Linked DNA regions of Mus musculus: region 1 is linked to region 2. The links are chromatin contacts, called in public HiChIP or PLAC-seq maps. All regions are on one chromosome and are shown on one strand. The core of a region is the stretch at or near the end of the contact, and the rest is flanking DNA. Distances in the headings are between cores, read along the strand shown.

The links. HiChIP or PLAC-seq counts read pairs in DNA pulled down with a chosen protein or histone mark.
Region 1: a contact with region 2 is called in an HNF4G HiChIP or PLAC-seq map of pancreatic cancer cells. The contact joins two enhancer-like sites. A contact is called at or near these places in 2 of 39 promoter capture datasets (cranial neural crest and pre-B cells), 2 of 15 datasets of contacts at CTCF or cohesin (both in embryonic stem cells), 11 of 484 Hi-C or Micro-C datasets (embryonic stem cells, erythroblasts and reprogramming fibroblasts), 13 of 115 datasets of contacts at active chromatin or transcription factors (embryonic stem cells and pancreatic cancer cells) and 1 of 9 other capture datasets (liver).

The regions. Positions count from the first base shown.
Region 1 is chr7:44,947,487-44,954,576 of GRCm38.p6, forward strand. Tsks (testis-specific serine kinase substrate) reads left to right here. Exons shown (of 11, transcript NM_011651.2): 3 at 3,293-3,388; 4 at 3,553-3,636; 5 at 4,350-4,460; 6 at 5,060-5,346; 7 at 6,261-6,455; 8 at 6,828-7,001. Among named protein-coding and RNA genes, the nearest start is that of Tsks, 7.8 kb to the left of the region's middle. Within about 2 kb of position 4,700, at least 261 of the 459 cell types and tissues checked have an H3K27ac peak or open chromatin away from gene starts, as enhancers often do. A contact at or near this core is called in pancreatic cancer cells, where this site is marked.
Region 2 is chr7:44,694,922-44,701,683 of GRCm38.p6, forward strand. No RefSeq gene overlaps it. Among named protein-coding and RNA genes, the nearest start is that of Izumo2, 10 kb to the right of the region's middle. Within about 2 kb of position 2,475, at least 131 of the 459 cell types and tissues checked have an H3K27ac peak or open chromatin away from gene starts, as enhancers often do. A contact at or near this core is called in pancreatic cancer cells, where this site is marked.

The DNA.
Region 1 (7,090 bases), core at 3,450-5,949, 250 kb after region 2:
GGACAGCTCAGGACACGGAACAACCCTGAAAATAGTCCAAGTGGCTTTGCAGAAAAGAGAACACACGGGCTGGACCTTGAAGCTGAAATAATGTATTCTCCACGCAGAAAAACAGAGCAAGGTATTGCGGCCACCAGGAACAGCATGTGCAAAGAGACAGGGCTGAAAAGAGTCTGGGAACGAAGGGACAGGGCTGTGGCATACGGGGAAAATGGGGGCTGGAGGGAGAACAGGACAGTACCCACACAGGCTACAAAACATGGGTATTGTCCTAAGGGCCATCGGGAGCCATTGTGGATTCAGTAGGGATGGGAGAAGCAACCCATTTACTGCTGTCCTACTGTGTGCTATATCCAGTGACGTCACTTCCCCATTTTAGACCATCTATAAGGGAGTTGGTATATTGACCAGTTTAAAAATGAAGAGATAATTAACCAAGTGACAGAAGGCAGAGTCATTCCCAAGAGCAAAAGGCTGTGGAGTGCTCGTTAAGAACCAGAGGCTAGATTAGAAGGCTGCTGGGTTTGGTACAAAAGAAAACTCCTTTCTTCCCTCTTTTAGAACGGGAGGGCAGTATATGCAGGGGAGAGGAGGCAGGAGGCCAGAAGGGATGGGGCTAGTGCTGGATGGGAAACCAGGCCTGAGATAGACTTAGCCCTCCCTCCACCCCCACCCCCAGAGCCTTCCAGTGGTTCTATGGGCATGTGTCCTAAGGACTGGTGACATCCAAACAGCCCTGGGCCGTGGGATTTTAAGGCTCTAAGGATGGAAGCTTTGTGTGACCATGCGTGGGCCTCAAGCATCTTACTGCAGCTTCCTCTCTGACATGGAACCTGTGACCACATTAGGGGTTGGGGTGGAGTAATGAGGGAGGTACCCAGTATGCAAGCGAACTGCAAAGAGGAGAGGGAGAGAGAGAGAGAGAGAGAGAGAGAGGAGGACGGGGACCAAGACCCAGAGAGACAGACAGCAGAGCCCCAGAGGGCCATGGTGACCAGTCATCGTCGGTTATCGTCAGTGTTTACTCCTAACTTCCCTGGAGGCAGAAATGCTGTGCGGAGATGGTGTTGGTCTTGGGTGGTCACGAGATGAATGACAGCCGTCACCCTCAGGGTCTCCCCTGCTAAGGACACACTGACACACTTATCCCATTCTGTGGTGGCTCCTTAGTCCTTCCTGGATACCCTATGCCATCTTCATTACTTTATTTTGGGGTAGAGATCTCAGTATAGAGACCAGACTGGCACACGGTCCTCTCTGCTCAGTCTCCTATGCGCCAAAGCCACAGGCATGTGCCACCATTGCCACTTTTGCTGTATTGTGGCCCTTGATTTATTTTTTCAGACAGAGCCTCATGCATCCTAATTGGTTTCAAACTCTCTTTGTAGCCAAGGATGACCTTGAACTCCTGATCCTGATCTCTGAGCTCGAGGCCAGTCTGTCTGTAGAGCAAGTTCCAGGACAGCCAGGGGGCTACACAGAGAAACCCTGTCTGAACACCCCCTTGTCCCTGCCAAAATATCTCAATATGTAACTTTGGAAGCCCTGGAGCTCACTCTGTAGACCAGGCTAGCCTCTAGTTCACAGAGATCCACCTGCTTCTGCCTCCTGAGTTCTGGGATTAAAGGTGTGTGTCACACGCCTAGCCTTAGGCACACTGACAGACCTTAGAACAACATATGTTCACAGTAATCACGAAAGAAATGTATTTTCTTCATTTTACAGTCAAGGAAGCTTGTTTTTAATTATGATAGTTTTGTTTTGGTTTTTCTTTTTCTTTCTTTCTCTTTTTAAAAAGATTTATTTAGCTGGGTGGTGGTGGCGCACACCTTTGATCCCAGCACTCGGGAGGCAGAGGCAGGCAGATTTCTGAGTTTGAGTCCAGCCTGGTTTACAGAATGAGTCCAGGACAGTCAGGGCTATACAGAGAAACCCTGTCTCAAAAAAACAAAACAACAAAAAAAGATTTATTTATAAGGTCTATAGTGTTCTGCCTGTATGTCTTCATGCCAGAAGAGGATACCGGATCTCATTATAAAAGGTTATGAGCCACTTTTAGCTGGGAATTGAACTCAGGACCTCTGGAAGAGGAGCTGATACTTAAGGCAGGGTAGAGTCTCTATGTGTAGCTCTGGCAGTCCTGGAACTCACTCTGTAGACCAGGCTGGCCTCAAACTCATAGAGATCCACCTGCCTCTGCTTCAGGAGTGCTGGGATTAAAGGTGTGCGCCACCACAGATGGGGTAAGACTGTCTCAAAAGGTAGGGAGAACAGGTGCAGAGCTCTAGTCAGTGATGCCAATACATAAGGAGCTGAGGCGGGGGCATCTCCAGGATTGTTCAGTCCATCATTTCATGAATGGGTTACAGTCAGATCCCTTTAAAAAATTAAGAGAGAAAGAAAGTAAAGATAAAAATCAGGAGAGAAAGGGGACGAGGAAAAGGAAGCAGAAGCTGAGGAACAGGAGGAAGAGGAAGGGGAGGAAGCCATGCCTGTCCTTTCAACACACCATGCAGTGTCCACACCATACGGCCCATCCACGTCGCCCACCCACCTGTCATGGCCACATGGGCTCAGCTAGCTGCAGAGGCACTCTAATTTAAAGTCTTTATCTCACTGAGAAACGAGGATAAATGCCAGTGGTTATGTAACAAATCTCACTGCTATAGCACAAAGACAGAGAAGAGTGCACAGGGCACAAGCCGCAGCCTAGTCTCAGAGCAGCTGGTAACAACTGAGCACAGGAAGCAGGCGTGGTGGCACTGGCCTTTAATTCTAGCACTCAGGAGGTAGAGGCACACTGAACTCTATGGGTTCCAGGCCAGCCACAGCTACATGGTGAGATCTCATGGTCTCTACCTGACGATCCAAGATGTTGTCAGTTTTATACTTCAGAGAGTGGGGAGACAGAAAAGGAGGGATTTTTGGGGGTACACATTTGTGGCTGGAATCCGCGGTCTTGTGCACACTGGCAAGTACTCTGTCACTGAGTCACACCCCAGCCCCTCACTGGGGCGTTCTAGGTAGTGTCTCTACCACTGAGCCACATCCTCTCCTCTGACTGGGGGATTCTAGGCATTTTTCTGAAACTGTCTTCCCCTCTTGTCCCAGCACACTGTGAAGAATATTAGTCTACTTCTAGCTTTACCAAACAAGGGAACTCAATTCAAGGATGTCACCCTTTGCCCAAAGCCACATGCCCATCCAGAGCAAAACCAAACTGAAAATACACCCTTGCTGCCTCTAGAATGTTCTTGGTATTGAACTATACATGTCTTCTGTTCTTCACCAGAGTGGGGTCAACAGTGGATTGGTACGTGCCAAAGACTCCATCACCAGCTTGAAGGAAAAGACCACGCGGGTTAATCAGCACGTTCAGACTCTGCAGGTATGATACTTAAGGATCCCTGTGGCCTCTTCCTCCAGAACTAAGTTCTCGTCTTTGTAGCCACCTTTCTCCATTGTGCCGGCCCTCCGGAAGCTAAGAGCCTGCTCCCCTGTATAAGCTTTAACCCCGCCTTTGTGTAACCCTGTCTCCCTTCCATGGTCAAGAGCGAGTGCTCTGTGCTGAGTGAGAATCTGGAAAGAAGACGGCAGGAGGCAGAAGAGTTGGAGGGGTACTGCAGTCAGTTGAAGGTGAGCCGCTGTGGAAGGAATGGCTTGGGGAGAAAGTGATGAGAAAAGCGGGGACCGTGGAGGGCTTGGGATGTGGCTCAGTGGGCAGAGGGCTTTGCCTAGCATTCAGGAAACCCCGGGTTCAGGCTTGAGTGTGGTAGCACACCTTTGATCTCAGAACTTGGAAGTACAAGATTCTTTTCAGCTATATAACGACTTGGAAACCGGGGTACATGAGACCCTCTCGTGGCTATCAAAAAATGTCACTCTCTTCTGGCCTTCATGGGCACTGCCTGCGCTGTTGCACATATACATATGTATATTCATATACACAGGCAAAATACCCATTCATATAAGATTTTTTTTTTCAAGACAGGGTTTCTCTTTATAACCCTGGCTGTCCTGGAACTAACTCTGGAGACCAGGCTGGTCTCAAATTCATAAATCCGCCTGCGTCTGCCTCCCAAGTGCTGGGATTAAAGGCATGCGCGCCGCGGCCGCCGCCACCATCACCTCCCGGCTCATAAGACGTTTTCAAAAAAAAAAAAAATCTATTGAATTTTTAAATTTAAAACAAAAAGAGCACAGGAGAAGCGGGATGGTCAAAGGGGTACTGCAGTACGGGCTTGGTTAGGAAGGAAGCTTGGTTGGGAAGTGGGTGCGTCCTACATAGGGCAGGTGCGATGCAAAAAAAGAGGCTGAAGGTGGGGGGCAGAACCGGAATGGGAAGGCAGGGCCCCCGCCCTGATGTCCTGACCCAGGAGAACTGCCGCAAGGTGACCCGTTCAGTGGAAGACGCTGAAATCAAAACCAATGTCCTGAAGCAGAACTCTGCCTTGCTGGAGGTACGAGGGTGTGGAGGGTCCCAAACTAGTGAGAAGTTTGGGTGGAGTCTCGGGATGGAGGTTGGAGGAGCTATGGTGGACAAGGACAGGGGTGTAGAGGCTCCAGAGCCTTCAGTGAACTGAGGAGGGTTTGGGACCTGGCTGAAGGAGTTGGCTCTCAGGGGAAGGAGGGGCCCATCCCACGGGAGGAGCCAAAAGGGCTCGCTGGGTGGGACCAGGGTGGAGCCTGAGGAAGCTTAGTTATTCAAGGGTGTAGCCTGAAACGACTGGGTAGGCCGGGTCTAGTCTAGAATGAAGACTTGCTGCTAGCTCACTTTCCAACGGAACGCCGAGAAAGCTTGTCGCGGTCCCTAAGAGGCAGGGGCTGATTTTAGGCAGGCAGGGCAGGAGAAGGGAGTGATAGGTTGCCTGCCACTACAGAGTTTAGAGTAAATGTTATCTCCTCTCCTAAAGACAAGCAGGAGTTCAGTTACACTGCACGCGTACTTCCCAACTATCCTCTCTCTACACTACTTTGCAATCTCGGGGATCCATGGGGTGTAGTTAGCTGCAGGTGGTAAGGTGCCGAACACCTTGATTCGTTGCCCTCCCTTGCTCAGGAGAAGCTAAGATACCTCCAGCAGCAACTGCAGGATGAGACGCCCCGGAGACAGGAGGCCGAGTTGCAGGAGTTGGAGCAAAAACTGGAGGCTGGCCTCTCCCGACATGGTCTGAGCCCTGCCACTCCCATTCAGGGCTGCTCGGGTCCTCCTGGCAGCCCCGAGGAACCCCCGCGGCAGCGAGGCCTGTCCTCCAGTGGCTGGGGCATGGCAGTCCGCACAGGGGAGGGACCCTCGCTGAGCGAGCAGGAGTTGCAGAAGGTCTCCACCGGCCTGGAGGAGCTGAGGTGGGCGGGACTGAAGGAAATTGGTGGATCAGGCCGTAGGTGGAACAAAGGGCGGGAGCTAGGAGGAGCTTGGAGCCTGCGTGGGCGGGGTTTGTTTGCGGTTGGGTGGACCGGACAGAGTAAATCCTTGAGGGGTAGTGGTGGATGAGAATTGGAAGAGCTTGATGTGGGCGGGGCTTAGGGGAGCTAAACGTGTGAGCACAGAAGCAGAACCTAGATGAGGATTGGGTGATAGCATAGGTGGTACCGGGCTAACTTCGTACACTCAAAAAAGGAAAAGAGGTGGGGTGGGGGACGCAAAGTGGTGCATTCTTTTAATACCAGCACTGGGAGACAGAGGCTGAAGGATCTTTGTGAGTTCGATGCCAGCCTAGTCTACAAAGAGAATGCCAGCACAACCTGGACTACAATAAACAAGAATGTCTTTTTTGTTTGTTTTCGAGACAGGATTTATCTGTGCAGCCCTGGCTGTCCTGGAACTCACTCTGTAGATCAGGCTGGCCCTCAAACTCACAGAGGTCTGCCTGCCTCTGCCTCCCAAGTGCTAGGATTAAAGGTGTCACTCACCACCAACCGGCAACAGACCCTGTCTTAAAAACCAAAACAAGGCCAGGTGGGTCCCACTTGGGAGGCAGAGGCAGGTGAATTTCTGAGTTCGAGGTCAGCCTGGTCTACAGAGTGAGTTCCAGGACAGCCAAGGCTACACAGAGAAACCCTGTCTCAAAAAAAAAAAAAAAAAAAAAAAAAAAAAAAAAAAAAAGAAAGAAAGAAAGAAAGAAAAGAAAAGAAAAAAAAAAACCCAAAACAAAAAAAGTAAAGAAAAAAATGTTGGTGATCTATTTGGGGCGAGGTCGACGATAGCATGCATAGTCAACTCTTATACCCAACCCTTTCTTCCCTTCTGATCCTCGCAGGAGGGAGGTGTCCTCGCTGGCAGCCCGGTGGCATCAGGAGGAGGGGGCAGTGCAGGAGGCCCTGAGGTTGCTGGGAGGCCTTGGCGGCCGTCTGGATGGCTTCCTGGGCCAGTGGGAGCGGGCGCAGCGGGAACAGGCACAGTCCGCAAGGGGCTTGCAGGAGCTGCGAGGACGAGCAGATGAGTTGTGCACTATGTAAGGGCTCAGCAGGTGCTGAAGGGATGTGGGCTCCATGGGAAAGAAGTAATCGGAGGGTGGATCCTTGAGGGAAAAGGCTTGAGCAGTGGGCTAAGTGACCCAGTGAGAGGCTGGCAGTGTGGCTCAACCCCTGCTATGGGTTAAGGGCTTAGCTTTGAAGCTGAGTCCCTGCTTGAGATCCACCCGTAGGGAATGGGAGCTTGGCTCGGCATTTGCCTAGCAGAAGCTCTGGCTTCTATCCCCAGTGGAGTTAGACAGACCCATCCAAGCCAGGCCGTGCAGGTCTATAGTATTAAGAGGAGGACTTTCCGGTGCTGGGATAATACTGAATATTGCAAGTTATCCACATTGGTTGCTCTCCTGCCTCAGGGTGGAGAGGTCAGCAGTGTCTGTCGCCTCACTGAGGAGTGAACTGGAGGCACTGGGCCCAGTAAAACCCATTCTGGAGGAGCTGGGACGGCAACTTCAGAACTCCCGGAGGGGAGCTGACCATGTCTTGAACTTGGATCGGTCTGCCCAAGGCCCCTGTGCGCGCTGTGCCAGGTATGGGGAGGGGTAATGCCTACATTGCAGATCACATTTAGGACATGTGTGATCACACATTGTCATTGTGAGAGATGGATTCCCGTGGG
Region 2 (6,762 bases), core at 1,225-3,724:
TGAGAACCAGTGTGATACAGGGTCCTTCTGGTTGGCATACCCCACCCCACCCCACCCCACCCCTAAACTTCCCCAACTCAGGGACTGGACTGCCCTTCTCTATATAATCCAGCCATTTGGGGTACATGGTCTTTTTGCCTACTTTACCCTCCTGGTCTCTTGGCCCAGGCCACCCCTCTTGATGGGCAGCGCTCCCCTCTCTTCCTTTACCCTCTCCCCACAAGGCTCAGGGTCTTATTCACTCTGGTCTCTGCCTCTGGCTACGCTCTCCTTTTAGCTACAATAGGCCTTCTCCTCCGACAGCCATACCTAGTAGTCATGACCTTCCTTTTTCTCTCAGACACACCCATGCCACCTTAAGCACAAATGCTTTCTGAGCGGTGACTGCACCAGACCATGCCTTTAAACACATTATTTAATCTTCTCAGAAACCTTTGGCCACACAGCCCAGCCCAGGAAAGGAATGTGTCACTGTGACCCCAAGGCTGGGGTGATGCCTCACAGTAGGGATGGGTGACTAGGGCATGGCCTCCTGTCCCTATCAGAAGTAGGGGTGAAATGTCTAAGAGCTGGCCAAGGCCTTTGATCACTCCCGGGCCCATGTGCTCCAGCCAGTAAACTGTTGTGGTTTCAAGGCCTGGATACTGTGAAGTAGAACACACACGCACCCAGAATAAGCGCCACACCCAAAGCTGCAGAGCTGGCCTAGATGGGAGACATGGCTATAGGCACACAGAAGCGAAGTCTTCAGCCTTCAGAAGAGTGTCCAGGAATGGGGCCCACACCTGTCATCCCAGTCTGTGGGAGGCTGAGGCAGGAAGATTGCCACAACTCTGATGCCAGCCTGGGTTATGCAGGGAGTTCCAAGTTGGCTTGAGCTACAGTATGAGACTCTGTCTCAGACCACCTACAACACAGAGAACTCACAAGGCCCACCTCTAGCTCAGGTCTCTGCAACAGGCAATGGTTGCTGGCAGGGGAGAGACATTTCCTCAGTGGTGCAGCCACCCCAGGGTGCCCAGGTGCCCTCAATTAACCCCTCACCCATGCTCCTAGAAGAATTAGACTCTCTGGGTCTCCAAGAAATAACAAGGACGTGAGAGTAGCAGGTGGCCTCTCTGGGAAAGGAAGAAGATCCATGGAGTTCAAGGAGGAGAAGAGAGGGAAATGAGAGTGGCCACGGCCACACTGCACTGCATACATGTGCAGAGGTGTCATCATGAGACCCAGGGTTACAGATGACTAATGTGTGCTAATAAAAACTCTTGTCAAGGGGCTGGAGAGATGGCTCAGTGGTTAAGAGCACTGGCTACTCTTACAGAAGTCCCTGAGTTCAATTCCCAACAACCACATGGTGGCTCACAACCATCTTGATGCACATTTCTAATGTGTCTGAAGACAGCGACAGACTACTCACATACTTAAAAAGAAACTTTTGTTAAGTAAAAAAAAAAAATGAGGATGGGTAAGATAGGTGATCTACCCCTTTAATCCCAGTATTTTGGTGGTGGCAGAGGCAGGCAGATCTCTGTAAGCTCAAGACCAGCCTGGTCTACATAATGAGCTCCATCCAGGCCAGTCAGGGATTCATAGTGAAACACTGATTCAAAAATAGGAAGAAAGGAAAGAAAAAGAGGAAACAAAATGACGGCCGTGTAAAGATGCCCACAATGGAGGGAGAATCCGACTTCTACAAGCTGTCCTCTGACTTCCACAGACATATTGTGGCACACACATGAAAGAAAGAGGGAGGGAGGGAGGGAGGGAGGGAGGGAGGGAGGGAGGGAGGGAGGCTGGGGAATGGTGCAGTAGGTTGCATCACAAATGTGATGACATCAGTTCAGGTCCCTACAACCCTCATATAAATCGGATGCAGTGGGGGGCTCTCACAGCTGTAATCGCAGGGTGGCTCTCCTGGGAGAATTGGGGTGGAGACAGGAACTACTTGAAGCTTACAAGCCAGCCAGCCTGGCATAAGCAGAAGTGAGCAAGAGACAAGGAAGGCCATGACCCAAAACCAGGGTCCTGCTTTGATCTACACTCCCAGACTGTGGTAAAAGGCATAGCTCAGCTGTAGTTACCTTGGCCAGACCTAGAATCCCACTGCGAGGGGCTGGGGATTGGCTCAGTAGGAGAGACTGAGAGCTCCCGGTTCCCTCCTCAGCTCCTGGGCAAGGATGCAAACAAGTCCTGTTCCCTGCATCTCTGCATCTCTCCTGTTTATGTTTCAGTTCCCAGAGTGTGTACTGGCCTTTACAAACCTCTCAGACTCTTGGCCACAGAACGTCGAGTCATAGAATACCTTGTGGGCTGCCGGAATGAAGGCCAGCTTTTCCACACTCGATCCACACAGCAGCCTCTCGCGTTCATCCCTTTTGAGGCCAGAATGAAGTCAGTCTCCCTGGGACCCAGCTAGAGACAGAGGCAGGTGCAGGGTCAGGGCAACATGACACTAAAGGCATTTGCCGGTGGTGTGAGGCAGGCAGGAAGGAATGTGGGACGGTTAGAGGAGCTTGGCCTGCAGCCCAGCAAGGAGAGAGGGTTACAGCAGACGCGCGGCCTGGTGCCAGGGAACTATATTCCACCATCGCTCGGGTCCACCTCCTGTAGGTGCCAAACACTGGGCTTTAGGGAGCAGGGGAAGCCCTTGAGTGGGCGGGTGTTATCGATATAGGCGTGGCCATGTTAAGGACCCCCCCCTCCCCTCCCCGAGCCAATGGCAAAGCGTTCCCCAGACCCAGGGTGAGGCTCAGAGGGAAACCGCAAATCCTTCCTCTGGGGATTGGACGCCAGTGTTGATGGATGGTGTGTGCAGAAAGTGTCTACCATAGCTTTCTTTCCTTGGATATTTGCAACCTGAAGACTGTGCCCTGCAGAGATCACGCCTACGGAGACGGTCAAACCTGACCCCTGGCCCAGCTGTATGCAACAATCCTGCCCCCCTGTTCAACTCTATATAATAAACAGGGTGTGATTCTGGGATGTTTAAGGTCATCTTTGGCTACAAAGACAGTTCTAGGTTGGCCTCGGGTACTAGACTCCGTTTTAACAACAGCAACAACAACAAAAGGCAAAAAGAGAAGACAGGCGAAATGAAGACAGAAAGCTCTTTGAAGGCTGCGGCAAGAGGATTGCCACGAGTTTCAGGCCAATCTGGGCTACAGAAAAAGACCCTGTGTCAACAGAAAAGGGAGGACAAGTCGGGAAGGAACTGTCTGTGGGAGGGTCATGAGGGGTGACTCAGCAAAGTAACAGTGACGTGTGCGTGCAGATACCATAATGCAACCCATTTTTTCCTGATAACTGAAAAATAAAACAAAAGCCAGGCAGTAGTGGCATACTACTTACTTTTAATCCCAGCACTCAGGAGGTAGAGGCAGGTGGATCTCTGAGTTCGAGGCCAGCCTGGTCTATAGAGTGAGTTCCAGGACAGCCAGGGCTACACAGAGAAACCCTGTCTCAAAAGAAAAAAAAAATAGTGAAACAACCCCCAAAACAGCTGTGCGCATCAGCTGTGTGCATGCACTTTCCAGGTACCCATGAGTCAGGGTCTCCCTCAGGGCAGTTCGTTGCACAGGAGCCTCCTGTCACCTGCAGGAAGCAGCCTGTATTTCCATCCCTGCAGGTCCCTGGATGAAACTGCCAGGTGTGCTCAGCCAGGGAGGCAGAGACCCTTGTGCTCACAGAAAAGCACCAGAGAAGCCAGGAATGAGAAACAGGGGGCTGTCCCTTCAAAGGGACACTGGGAATGGATATGATTAGCAGCCTGGTGACCTCTACACTAGCCGAGTGGCTGAGACTACACCGGATTCTCCCCCAGACCCTGATGTGAGCTTGTTTTCTCTGTTAATCTATAGAATATCTTTATGGAAGGTGTCACATATATTTCACTGCTGCCTGTGCCTGCCCTGGGCTACTCGACCCCTGACCCTACCTCCCCTTGGGGGTTGGAGGTGAGGTGGCTGAGAGTCAAGGACACAGACTTTGGAGGCAAGCTCACCTGAACACTGCTGCAAGCTCCTTTAACACCCTCCACCCAAGACACATTGGTCTCAAGAAAGCATCTCGTCTAAACAGCAGTTCCTGATTGGCTGGCATTGTCTATGTCAGCAATCCTTGGTCAGGCAGTCCTCAATTAGGTCCTCCTGCAGGAGATGCTTCTGCGGCTGCAGGCCCGGACATTTACATAAAGGTTGCCCTGCTGTTCCTATTACTCATTACAAAAGAGTTCTGATGTAGTCATGCCCTAAGCTTTATTGTGCACATGTGAAGGAGTTATTTATCACCAGGAAATTCTTCACTAAATTTCACTGTATTTAAATATGCTTATAAGGAACGACTTAAGGTGAGAGCCCCGAAATTTGACCCAATAGCAGCTACTGAGTTGTGCTTTCTTACCTCCGTGGACTGTTACTTTACTGGGTGTAGTTGTCACAAAGACCCCCACAACCAAGAAATCTCCAAGGTGGTGGGAACACTGTCAGCACATGGCAGCTAGGAACATCATTAAAAATGATCTGGGAATTGGGAAGATGGCTCATTGGGTAAAGGAGTGTGTCACCAGGTTTGGTGACATGAGTTCAAGTCTTGGAGCCCTCAAGGAACAAACTAGCTCCTGTAAGTTGTCTTCTGACCTGAACATTTGCTGTATGGCACCACACATGACCCCCCCCCCCCATCTAGACACACACACACACTTTTTTTTAAATGTTAAAAGGGGGGAGGGGTTAGCAGGGCATGGAGGGGCATGCCTTTAATCCCAGCACTTGGGAGGCAGAGGCAGGCGAATTTCTGAGTTTGAGACCAGCCTGGTCTACATTGTGAGCTCCAGGACAGCCAGGGCTACACAGAGAAACCCTGTCTCGAAAAACAAACAAACAAAGATTTTGTAGGTTGTTGCTGTGTTTGTTGGGTTTTAGTTTTTGGTTTAATTTGTTTATTTGTTTGTTTAGAGCCTCACACAGAGACAGGGTTTCTCTGTGTAGCCTTGGATGTTCTGGAACTCACTCTGAAGACCAGGCTGATCTGGAACTCAGAGATCCGCCTGCCTCTGCCTCCCAAGTGCTGGGACTAAAGGTGTGCGCCGCCGATGCCCAGTGTAAAAAAGGTTTTTAGATGTTGTGGCTTGCTGGAGAGAGAGCTTAGCATTTGGGAGATGCTGCGAGAGACACATGAGGGCCAGAGCTCAGCCTGCATCGCTGTGTAACTGGCCAAGTAGCCTGAGTCCTAGTGCTGTAGCCAGAGGGGACACGAGGGTCCCTGGACTGTAGCCAGAGGGGACACGAGGGTCCCTGGACTGTAGCCAGAGGGGACACGAGGGTCCCTGGACTGTAGCCAGAGGGGACACGAGGGTCCCTGGACTGTAGCCAGAGGGGACACGAGGGTCCCTGGACTGTAGCCAGAGGAGACACGAGGGTCCCTGGACCTTGTTCCTTTCAGCCCAGCTGGGAAAGCATGAGGTTCAGGTTCAGGGAGGGCTCCTGCCTCAAGGAACAGACAGAGTCTCAGAGGGTATCAGGTTCTTCATGCCTTTGCACACACACATAGGTATAAGGACCCCACACAGATACACACAGGAGCCCATACATTCACAAACACAAACGTGAATAAGTAAATGCATGTTTCTTCTGTAAAGTTGAACGCACTGATTGGGAGGAGAGGGCAACTGCAGAGATGGCTTCGTGGTTAGAAGCACACACTACAAAAATCCTGGTTGCAATTTCCAGCACCCATGTTGGGCAGTCCATAAACCATCTGTAACTACAATATCAAGGGATCCCACATCTTCTTCTGGTCTCCATGGGCACCTGCAGACAGCTGTCAGGCACACATACACACACGTATGTGGCTAAAATTCCTTCCCAGAAGTATAATGTCAGCAGGGTCTTCCTTCCTTCCTAAGCTTGCAATGATAAACTGAAGCACGGCTTCTCTGAGGTCACTCTGCTCAACCTTGGTTTTCCTTACAAAGCGTAGGTAAGGAGTTACCTCTAGGGATGGGGTGCACCTCTTCAAACAGGCTGCACCTGACTTACCCAGTGAGGATGAGAGCTGTCCCACAGCTCCATAAATGGAGCTTCCCCAAACCCTCACCTGTGTATACCCTCTTGCTGCTCCCCGGGGTCACACACAGCGAAGGCAGCACTGCACAGGACTGGTAAGAGGCTGCTGGGCACTCAGGCCCAGGGGCTCCAAACCTTCCCCACCCTGCCACAATGAGTCAGCAAGCCCGGTGTCCCCATCCTTTTGCAAGGGGCTACGGCTGAACTCTCCAAGTGGCAGCTGTTTGGTTTAAACAGACAGTCACACACAAAACCATAAATAAAGTTTGTTTTAAAAAATTACAGGGGACAGAAAGAATCCTGGAAGGTAACTTTATCCACAAAACAAACAAACAAACAAACAAACAAACAAATCCTCCCACTGGGCCAGGGAAGTGCGGTACACTGCATATAGTTAGTGTGCAGTGTGCATATGAGTGATGCACACTGGTAAGGGGTGGTACATTGCATATGATCTAGCGATGGCCCTCTGAACAGCTTTAGGACCAGGGAGGTCTGGCTTTGTTTTTTATTTACTTTGAAGAACTGGGACTTAGAGCCTCACACCAGCTTAAAAAAGAAACACTCTACCACTGAACCACGTTCCAGTCCCTCACTGGGGGATTCTAGGCAGGGGCTCTACCACTGAGCCATGCCCCCAACCCCTCACTAGTAGATTCTAGGTACAGAAATGGCCATCTTTCTGCCCCAGCCTCCTTGA